Regions from separate parts of the Danio rerio genome. Here all the other regions are linked to region 1. The links are chromatin contacts, called in public HiCAR-type maps. All regions are on one chromosome and are shown on one strand. The core of a region is the stretch at or near the end of the contact, and the rest is flanking DNA. Distances in the headings are between cores, read along the strand shown.

What was found. HiCAR-type assays count read pairs that join an accessible place to other places.
Region 2: a contact with region 1 is called in a HiCAR-type map of caudal fin, with 3 times the contacts expected there. The contact joins two enhancer-like sites. A contact is called at or near these places in 2 of 18 Hi-C or Micro-C datasets (caudal fin and an unstated tissue) and 1 of 4 datasets of contacts at active chromatin or transcription factors (caudal fin).
Region 3: a contact with region 1 is called in a HiCAR-type map of caudal fin, with 4 times the contacts expected there. The contact joins two enhancer-like sites. A contact is called at or near these places in 5 of 18 Hi-C or Micro-C datasets (caudal fin, embryo and an unstated tissue) and 1 of 4 datasets of contacts at active chromatin or transcription factors (caudal fin).
Region 4: a contact with region 1 is called in a HiCAR-type map of caudal fin, with 6 times the contacts expected there. The contact joins the promoter of noc2l here to the enhancer-like site in region 1. A contact is called at or near these places in 8 of 18 Hi-C or Micro-C datasets (caudal fin, embryo, fibroblasts and 3 more) and 2 of 4 datasets of contacts at active chromatin or transcription factors (caudal fin and embryo).

Annotation. Positions count from the first base shown.
Region 1 is chr23:25,913,341-25,916,040 of GRCz12tu, forward strand. The region is part of intron 2 of LOC101883493 (a long non-coding RNA gene); the gene reads left to right. Among named protein-coding and RNA genes, the nearest start is that of samd11, 45 kb to the right of the region's middle. Within about 2 kb of position 1,326, at least 14 of the 62 cell types and tissues checked have an H3K27ac peak or open chromatin away from gene starts, as enhancers often do. A contact at or near this core is called in caudal fin and skeletal muscle, where this site is marked.
Region 2 is chr23:26,063,711-26,066,410 of GRCz12tu, forward strand. noc2l (NOC2-like nucleolar associated transcriptional repressor) reads right to left here. Exons shown (of 19, transcript NM_001003830.2): 18 at 2,243-2,326; 19 at 1,417-2,117. The coding sequence ends at 1,987. Among named protein-coding and RNA genes, the nearest start is that of noc2l, 53 kb to the right of the region's middle. Within about 2 kb of position 1,296, at least 9 of the 62 cell types and tissues checked have an H3K27ac peak or open chromatin away from gene starts, as enhancers often do. A contact at or near this core is called in caudal fin, where this site is marked.
Region 3 is chr23:26,094,331-26,097,030 of GRCz12tu, forward strand. The region is part of intron 13 of noc2l (NOC2-like nucleolar associated transcriptional repressor); the gene reads right to left. Among named protein-coding and RNA genes, the nearest start is that of noc2l, 23 kb to the right of the region's middle. Within about 2 kb of position 1,416, at least 7 of the 62 cell types and tissues checked have an H3K27ac peak or open chromatin away from gene starts, as enhancers often do. A contact at or near this core is called in caudal fin, where this site is marked.
Region 4 is chr23:26,117,091-26,119,790 of GRCz12tu, forward strand. It overlaps noc2l (NOC2-like nucleolar associated transcriptional repressor), which reads right to left and starts at 1,324. Exons shown (of 19, transcript NM_001003830.2): 1 at 1,234-1,324; 2 at 248-376. The coding sequence starts at 1,253.

The DNA.
Region 1 (2,700 bases), core at 76-2,575:
AAGTATAATTTCTATCCATACTCCAAGCATTGACCTCCTTCTTAAAAATGATTCATTCCAGAGGCCTCATTTTTATGTCACCATAAACTGTAGATTCATTGCAAATAATTTTACAGTATTTTGAAACATCGAAAATACAAGACATTACAGTATTTTGATTCAAAGTATTCATCCATTTCATCAACCTTATCAAATACAAATGACAAAATACTATTTAGTATTGGAAATACATGTATCATAAATAGGGGTGACACTGTGTCGCAGTGGGTAGCACTGGGCCAGTTAACACTTCTGTGTGGAGTTTGCATGTTCTCCCCATGTTCACTCCAGTTTCCCCCACAAGCCCAAAGACATGCGCTATAAGTGTATTGGGTAAGCTAAATTGGCCATAGGGTATGTGTGTGAATGAGAGTGTATGCTTGTCCGCTGAATAAAACGTGTGCTGGATAAGTTGCAAAACATAACTAACTAACTAACTAACTAACTAACTAACTAACTAACTAACTAACTAACTAAATAACTAAATAAATATTTTAAATAAAACAAACAAACAAACAAACAAATAAAAAAACAATAAATAAATACATACATACATAAAATAAGCCCAAATGCATTTAACTTCAGAAGAAATGTTAAAATGCTTCTAGAATGCCCATGCAATATAAGTTATAAATATCTTTAAAATCTAAAGATTAGTAATTAACACAAGCAATGAGTGCTGTTTATTTAACTATTACAAAAAAAACAGATTTTATACAACAGTTAAACAAACAAGAGGTTAATGTATCAAGTTACGTCTTTTTAAAACAGTCTTGATTCAACAATCTATTCATAATGACACTCATTTGATTCATTACTGAATGATTCAGATATTTTGAACGAATCGCTTTATATCTTCCTCAGTGAGGCTGTTATGTCAACTTAAACTTGTAACTGGTGGTCTTTGCTCTTTTTTTATTTTTTGTATAGCCCAAAGCAACACACGAATGGATGTTGATCACTAGTTTTAGGACAACGTTTAGGTTTTGAGCAAAAGGCTTTGATCCACTTCATAAGTTGACTACTGTATATGACAAAATGACATGATGGTAGTTATGATCATGTTGAGCAATAAATGGTGGTAGAAGACAGGCTGAACCTGTAATGAGTTGCATTAGAAGTGTGTATTCCAGTTGGTTGTGCACCTCCGTGTGCTTTTAAACTGCTGTACCTGAGGTTGCTGGAAATGACGGGGCATGAGACATTCCTCAGCATGCAGATAATGCCGCCGCTCTTGCCGCCAGTCTGCTCCGGCACCAGCTATAAAGCAGCAGCCGCAACACGACACCTCCGCTGCGAGAGGGATTTAATATAGTTTGCCACACACACGCACACACACAGAAACCAGAGATATAAGTATATGCTGCCAGCGTCTCGCAGTAAGGGGATCTGTGCATGCCATGCCTGTACATGTTCACCCTTAGCACGTTCACCTCAAACACACACATGTGTGAAGTTCACACACACACTAGGTCACGTATCATTTAAGACAAGAGATCATTGCTACAGCATGCACATTAGCATTAAAAACTAGCCCACTGTTATTTTCATTTATTTGTTTTCATTTATTTATTTTTCATTTATTTGATTTATTTAAAAACCCTACAACATAACTGCAGTAAACGGGTATATAGAAGTATAATTGCAGTAGAATTAAGTACAATTGCAAAATTGCAATACAATGAAGTTCAACAGCATTATAAGTTGCAGTAAACTGGAGTAAAAAGAAGTAAACATCGTCTTTACTGCACTTGTACTGCTGTAGTCCAATATGCCAATGCCAAGAACTGTACTGCACTTATGTTCCAAGAGGTTTGCTCTTCAGCATCTTCCAAAAATATTTTTTTCAGGGATGTTTTTTTTTTTTTTTTTTTGGGATTTAATTAATTTTCTAATTACAATTGTAAGAGTTTATTTGCAAAAATAAAAATAAAATAAAACAACTGCAGTGAACTAAATAGTACAACAGCAGTAACCTACAAGGATAACTGTGGCAAAATTCAATAAAACTGCAAAATTAATGTAGTATAATGAGGTATACACACAGTTCAACTACAATGCAATAAAGTTCAACCGCAGTAAAATGCAGTACATCTGAAGTAACATTAAATAAACTAAGAGAGACAATATAGTGATGTTATATAATTTATTACACATAGATAAATAAGTATTAAACATGCACTTTAGGTTTATTATGTCTTGCAGTATTGTTGATGTATTGCTGTAGTTACTTATACTTCTGAAAAGTGCAATACAATATATTGTGGTAGTCCTTCAGCAGTACAACTGAAGTACTGAAACCTTATTTGGAAACCCTTGTCCACTGTAGTAAACTACTAAAAGTACTAAGAACTGAAAGTAGTTGTTGTACTGTAGTTGTGTTGCAGTAGCAGTACTGCATTATAGTAGTTGTAGTACTTCATCACTTCAGTACTATTGCAGTAGTTGTACTGTAGTAGTACTTCGGTTGTATTGTAATACTGCAATATACTCAAATAACAGTTTTTTGGTGCTAACTAAAACTTCAGTATTCCTTTAAAAACTGCAGTATTCTCTATAAGAGAACTGCTGAACAGTTATGAAATGTTACAACTTTACATAATAATTTTCTATTTTACACATTTCAAAGTGTAATTCGTTTCCATTATGGCCATTACTCTA
Region 2 (2,700 bases), core at 46-2,545, 150 kb after region 1:
TCTATTGAAAGCAAAAGATATTTTGAAACATAACTGGTAGAAATTGACTTCCATGTGAATGGAATCACCCTTAAACCCTCCCGTTACCCTAAAATCTGCCAACACCTTTAGCAATTAAAAACCTCCAGAATATATATAAAGATTTTCCTGTCTCAGACACAATCATATGTCACTTTTACTGTCAAAACTTAATGACAAAACCTCACTGACAGAAAACTTTTGCTTAGATGGCATTTGTTTTCAATTGAGAGAGCTTAAAGGGAGAGCCAACAGAGCACAAAGAGAAATAGTTTATAAAGCATCTGTGTTTTTATAGCTTTGGATCAACCTGTAAACCATGTGAATTTTGTTTTCCCCTCATTCAAAAAAAAAAAACAAAAACAAAAAAAAAAAAAACACAGAAAATATCTAAGTTCTCACACGAATTAGTTTTTCCCCCCCTCCCTCATGGCATGGGAAACATCAAAGTTCCCACGAGAATTAGTATTCCCCCCAACCCCAACACAACATTTTTTTAAAATTAAACTTAACATACACAATTTTAGTGCATATTACAAAATGATAGCATGTTACAGTGACCTCAGTATCACCCAAAACAAATGTGTGTAATTATTTTCTAAAATTTCTTATGTCTTTTTTAGCTTGAGGCCCAAAGAACACAGATGTGACCAAGTTTTCCCCATTAAATTAGGAAAAGTAATACAATATGAAAAAAGTCAATTATATATGTACATATGTTTAACATTGAATGTGGTCAAATTGACCCTAAAGATGATAGAAGAGTTAAATGGATAGTTGGTTCACTTGTTCAAAAATGTACTGGCTGGTAAGTTGCCGCCCATTAACTTCCGTAATTTTTGTTTCCTACTATGAAAGTCGATGGGTAGCAGCAATCAGAATTCTTTAAAATATCAAAGAAACTCAAAGTTTTAAACCAACATGAAGGAGTAAATGATGAGGTAATTTACATTTTTGGGTGAACAATCCCTTTAAGAGTGAGCAAAACTTTCACTTTTAGGTGAACTACACTTTTAAGCTAAATAACTACTAGAATAGAACAACTAAAAACCTGTCTTAATCTTAGTCTTTCTTAACCAATTTCCTAAAGCACCACTAGAGCTGTGTGGAGTTCTGGCAGCTTAAACAGCGCTTTAAAACATTTAGAAAAAGCCAAGCGGTTTCAGAAAGTGACGTGAAAGCACTGAAGGGGAGAGATGTTTTGGCGCGAGAACAGGCTGCGCTCTGTTTTCTTCTCTTCCTCTCTCCGCACCTGGCCAGCACAGCCTGGCAGTGGATGATACGAGCGTTTGGCAGCCTGGTGCTCAGGGCCGACCCTGCGCCTCCACCTCCTGCCTCTGGCCTCCAATTCAACACCTCAAAACACAACAATGCAACACTGAGCTGAAAGAGACACCCTTAGTTTTCATAAGGTAAACACTTTTAATAAGGCCTTCATTTGGGCAATATTATGAAGCATTAGATGAACTATGAAGAAGAGTCCTTGTGGGTGTAAAAAAAACAGTGCAAAAAATATGTTATTACTACAACAGGCGCTGTACATGACTCTTAAAGGAGATATTTCTTTAAAGGAACACTCCACTTTTTTTTTGGAAATGGTCTCATTTTAAAAGTCACCTAGAGTAAAACAGCGGATTTGTACCGTTTTTAAATCCATTTAGCCATTCTCTGGGTTTGGCAGTAGAATATTTATCTTAGCCTAAATCACTGGAAATGAAAAGTTGCTGTGGTTGCCAAGTTCCTTGATTAGTTTGATCCTTGATAGTTTCTAGCCATATTGACCTAGAAAATAGCAACTTTTCGTTGCTAATGGTCTAATCTGACTCCATGATTTATGCTAAGCTAAAAGTGTTCTGCAAGGCCTGAAGGCGATTTGTACAACAAGCTTATTTCCAAAAAAAGTCAAATGTTCCTTTAAAAGCAGTATTATTTGGGAAATAGAAAAGTCTCTCTGATGTAACACCGATTTTAGTCCTGATCTGAGAGCTCCAGGTCCTCAACCATATCTTCATCTCCCTCAGCCACCTGTTTCAGCTCTGTACTCAACATCTTCTTTGGAGCTTTGCCCTTAGAAGATGAAGGCTGCTTCTGGTCTCCATCTAAGAAAAATCACAGGAATGGGGAACAGTTTAAAAAACAGGCAAATACAGGTGAATAATGAAAACACACAGAAGTTTCCTTGAACAATCATATCTAGCCTCACTCAAAACAGAAACATAATCACCAGAATCGTCTTCGTTATCTTCATCACTAAGGTCTGTGAGGTCCTCCAGGCCTTCATCATCCTCATCAGAATCATCTTTTTCCTCTGTAAAAGATAAAAAAAAATAAAATCTTTAAAGCAGTGATCAACATGTAATTACTCTGCAGTTCAAATCCAAATGGACTTTTATCTTACTAATACAGAGGCAAGTAAGGTGAGCAGCCAGATCAAATTAGCATTTTTTAAGACATCATTAAATCAAAACAGATCATTTCTAATTTATCTGCAAGATTCAACCCAAAGCAATTTGTTTTCCTTCAGAAACTTTTATCAAAGGATGAATGGAAAGTTCACCCAAAACTAAATTCTGTTAAAAAATTCTGTTTTTGCTCAAGCTCCACTTGTCATAAACTTGTATGAGTAATCTTTTACCATACACTTTCATAGTAGGCAAAAACAAATGTTATGGAAGTCTCTAT
Region 3 (2,700 bases), core at 166-2,665, 180 kb after region 1:
ACATAAAAAAGAGACTTTTGTTACACAGGGCAGCAATTAGAGGTGTATCAACTAACATACTACAAGGCAGGGATGCCCAAAGATTTTCGTATAAAAGGGCCAAAAAAACAAAACAAAAATATCATTATGAGCCATTGGCCCAGGGAAAATATACCAAACTATAATACATTAAAGTTGCCACGGTCAATTTTTGAGTTTCTTTCATAATATTTAAAAAAAATAAAAAAAACTTTACTTTAAATAATTTTAACTAATGCACTATAACTGAATGATAATTTTTGCAATAAAAACATAAGTGAACAGTGGAGTTCAATGCTGAATACACTAGTCACGCACACAGAATCTGCCTTTCTCGTGATTTGCTCACCAAAGTCTCTGCATTGTCCTCTATCCATCAGGTGACAGTATGTACATTTAAACTAAATCTGATTAATTTACAATATTTAATTGAAACATTTAATTTCAGTTAGCTTTTAACAATAAAACAAACAAAAGGTTACATTAGATTTAAAATGACAATCTCTAAACCATGCCCATCATTCTTCCTCTCTTCTCAGATGAAATCGCGGGCTAAATCCAAGGTTACCATGGGGCCAACTTTGGCACGCAGGTCCTAGTTTGGGCATCTCATTGAGCAGTTTGAGATTTTTTTGGTTCTTTTGAGCACAAAAGAAGATATTTTGAAAAATGTTGTAAACTTATAATAAATGACTTTCATAGTATTTGTTTTTAATACTATGAAGTTTATTTATTACAGGTTTGCAAATGTTTCAAAATGTAAAATTTATTTCTTTCCATTTTTGCATTAAATAAAAAATGTGCCATGTTTCAGATTTCATATAATTTTTTTACTTTCATTGTTTTATGAAAACAATAATTGTTGTAATATTTGTTATTCTGACCACTATCGTTTCTACAAAAAAAATGAAAAATGAAAAAATGAAATGAAAAGATTTTTTTTAAATATAAAAAAAGTTATCAGACCTTTTATATTTATAGAATAATAAAGTCCCAGTAGCACAAGTAATGTCCATTGCACATGACACCTGTTTCAGAGAATGTTATAAACATGGAAAAACTTTCCAGTCAGGCATTTTTCCCAACACAGATTTGGCAGCTCTTCCTCCCAAAGCATATATTCACATCTCTACTCAACACCTGGCATCCAAGCATTCACACTAATCCTGACCCGGTTTAAGGCAGGGATCGGATCTAAATCCTTTGCCCTACCTAAAATTCACAGCCGCAGCCTTCGCAAACACATTCCTCCGCAATGGAAACGGGAAAACCCTGCTCTTAACTGCCCTTACTAGTTGGGAAATATTTAAGATTTAGTCAGTCAGACAGAGATCCCAGACAGCAAGGGTGGAGCGGCGTCTCGGGGGGCCTGTGGCTGCGGTGTCTTGGCCTGGGTGAATGTACTGGAAAAGCCTCCCCGTGCCAACCAGGAGAGCAGGATAATCCCTGCAGCTTGTGTGGCAATCCTCTTGGCAGCGGCACGGCGCACGGCGCTTTAGCCTGTGTAGCAGCGTGTTCAGGCTTTCATCTCCTAACCTCAATCCAGTTACAGCCAGTCAGCATGAAGACATGACAGGCTACTGGCCCAGGAGGAGGGGCCATCTTTATCTAGTCCTTCATCTCACGCATTAAAGTGATTGTCCTTTGTTTTAGTTTAAATAGAGCTTGTGCGTGTTATTTAGAATTATCTTTGCTGGCCAAGAGATTGGATTGAAAAATTGCATTTACATTTAGCAGTAGTGTATTAAATGTTTAACCGTATGTCTATTCATTAATGAACACTAAATATATCATGGTAAATTAGAACAATAAAGAGCAGCATGTTAGAATAATCTCTGAAGGTTCATGCATATTATCACTACAGATGTGATACAGTTAATGCTAGTATTTAAGCTCATATTTAAATTTCACTGTTAGCATTATCCAACATTGAAAATGTAATGAAGTAAAACAATGTAGTAATGAGCTCAAACAGAATAATAATAAAAATAATAATAAGAACAATAATAATAATAATAAAAATAATAACCACAACAATTATAATAATTAGAAACTTTTCTAAAGTTTCCTTTTCTTTTTATATCTGTTTAACCTGTTAACACTATTAACTATGTTTTAATTCGTCATTCGTTAATTAATTGTAAAGGTTTCTCAACCCCATTGTTCTACATGGAACAAAACTTCTGCAACTAAACAGTTACGCAAACTGTGCACTCGTTTACAGTTTAGAGCTTGTACATTGAGGCTAACGAGCACGACCCAGAGAATTAACTGTGGTTGAGGGAATTAACTAAGGGCCATTCACGTCGTGTCTTTTGCGTGTGCAAGTTCATTATTTCTTTTTTTCCGTACATATTGGGAGTGACGTAAACGTGGTGCACGCAGGGGCGCCCCGCCACGGCCACCCCTCAGTAAACTCTGGTCACCCCTGTGGCCACCCCTTTGACCACCCCAATATAATTTTGCTGTTGACATTATTGATTTAAATGTACTTATAAATTCCCAATATTTAAATAAATAAATAAATAAAATGCAGCCACAAAATTATTATTGGTGTTACTGACGTAGCTCTCCCCCTCAGGTTCAACACTGGTGAAAGCAAACTGATGCATGCGCGCAGAAAACCATTCCCGCGCGCCTCACGCACTCCTGTGTGAATCCCGGTTGGTTGTTTGCATGCAC
Region 4 (2,700 bases), core at 74-2,573, 200 kb after region 1:
GATTTCCTATCCTGAATGAGCACTGGTAATCCAGATTTAGTGATCCTGAAAAGTTCCTATCCGATACAGATTGATCCAATCCGATGTTGATTTGAAAAACTGGCTCAAAAATTATCTCTGGATTACGAGATCACAGATCGCAAAAACAGGATGACTAAATCCGGATCAATTTTATCCGAATTAAACCTTTTGAAAAACTGGGCCCAGAACACTGGAATGACCATCTGAATGTAAAGCATTTGCTTACGTTTTCTGAAGTGCAGGCGTTTTGCTCTTTCCTTTCTTTGGTGAGGGTTCTTCATCCTCACAGTCATCTTCCTCATCAGAATCAAACCCAGACAACATGAACTCATCCACACTGAGATCCTCCAACTTTCTGCAAAAACATAACATAGATATCATGAAAGAATCCAATCTTTTTTTTGTTTACAGTTAGTCTAGATATTTGTGGCCATAGTAGGAATTATGTGTTTGGGATTGTATCTTTTACTAGCTTGTTTTGATTACATTTGCTCGTCTAGCACTCTTTGGATTGACTAAGTGCTGTAGAAAGTAAACATATTTTTATAATTAATAATAATATATTAATTAGTTCTAACTAAATTATCTTCTATTATATATTTTTATTGAATAACTGAATACATCACAACTGATTAAAATGAAATGAGACTTAATATGCCTAAAATAAAACATTTAATTTTAATAGATGACACATAATAGCACAATACTACAGTCAGTATGATATATGACATGAGCATCTTTACACGAAAACGATTATATTTAGGTCTATCTGTAAAGTAAATTGTTCAAACCCTTCTGTAATTACTCCTATTTCAATATATTAATTATTTAAAATAAAAAAGAGCTCTTAGGTTCAAATGCATACATATTTTTAACACAGTATGTTATCAATGCTGCATGTTCAGATAATTTCCCTTCTATTAAAATGTAATACATCATGAACGCGATTTAAAAAAACGCATCAATAAAATCACTGAACACTGAAGACACAAAACTGAAAATGTATATACTAAACTAATACAAAACCTATGAGTTCTGACCCATCTTCAGTGGCTAAAACTAGCTAGCTACCGTTAAATTTCACCAAAGAAGCGTCTTATGAAGTGAACTAGGGTTTGACACCCCCGTATACATTCAAGTTATCTGTACTGAAACACAAACAATAATATGCTACTATTTAAACGAGATTAAATAGATACGAATTAGACATACCTCTTGTTTTTCCCTGCCATGCTGGATAAAAACGTGCACTGAGACGTAATACCCACAATGCAACGCTTTAGGGAACTCAGCTCAGTTGATCTTTTGTTTAACGATGCGATAAACGCAGAGGGTCGATAACTCAGGTCCTTTTTATTTAAATTGCCAGTTTTCCCATAAAAGCTAAATTCCCGGTACAGTTACACACAACCAAGATGTTGGTGACGTTTTAAACTCTAAAGAAGAAAGTGTGGCTCTTGGTAATCCTAAAATGTCAACAGCTAGAGCAGGGGTGACCAAACTTTTTCGTATGAAGTGCCCATAACCAAACTTGATTAAGACTAGTGGGCCAAAGGTAAATGTAGTTGCCATTGGGTATTTTTTTTATTTTATTTAATGATATATATTTAAAAAATACTAGAAAATACTGTTTATTATGAACTAAACTATTTTTTGACATTTTAAAATAAGCTTATTACAGTAAAAACAAAACAATCTAATTTATAATAGAATTACACTAGTTTTTGTCTTGATTTGCCTCTGCATAATCCTCTTTCCGTCGAGTAACAGTATTTACATTTTAAAAATCTGATTCATTTACAACATTTAATTGAAACATTTAATTCCAGTTTGCTTTTTTGTACCTAAGCAATGGTCTATATGCACACAGCCCAAGGGCTTCCAGTGAACTGTTTTCTGTAATATTAATATCAGTGGTGGAAAGAGTACCAAAAAAATCATACTCAAGTTAAAAATACTGTTAAAAAATAGTGTGAGTAAAAGTATCTGTTGTAAATATTACTAGTAGCATGAGTAAAAAGTAGCTCTTTTGAAAGTACTCAAGAGTAGTGAGTATTAAAATGTTGAAGTGTTTACTTGCAATTTGTATGTGTGTGTGTGAAAACATAACATTATGTAGTGCATTTAGTTATTGTTTAAGGCCACTTGATGATTTCAGTCATACAGTAAACATCCTTCATCTTCTCATCATGCAAACTAAACAGTCTCTGGGTCATTGCATGTAAAAATTTTGGACATCTTCTTGGACACTTTTAATACTTCCTAGCGGTTTACTGCATTTATAAAGTGCCCATCTTCAGGTTGTTCAGTATGGTGCAATTTACTTGTGGAATTTGATTGGACGGGAATTGCAGGACTGATTTTTTTACTCAGCCAATCCCTAATAAGGCCATTTTGAAGGATGTATACCAGGGGTCTCAAACTCGCGGCCCGCGGGCCATTTGCGGCCCTCAGTGCAATATTTTGTGGCCCGCGCCGACCGCTGTACTCTGACAGAATCAGCGAGCGGGGAGAGAGAGCGATCCCCGCTCCGCTGATTCTATCCGTACACAGCGCGCTTGTCACTCAATGCACGTTGTCGCGCGCGTTTTGATCAGCTGTGTTGTCGCGCACGTACTCAAGAGCGGAGTTATCGCGCGCCTACTGAAGGGCGGGACCGAGGGTGTGTCGCGTCGCGGG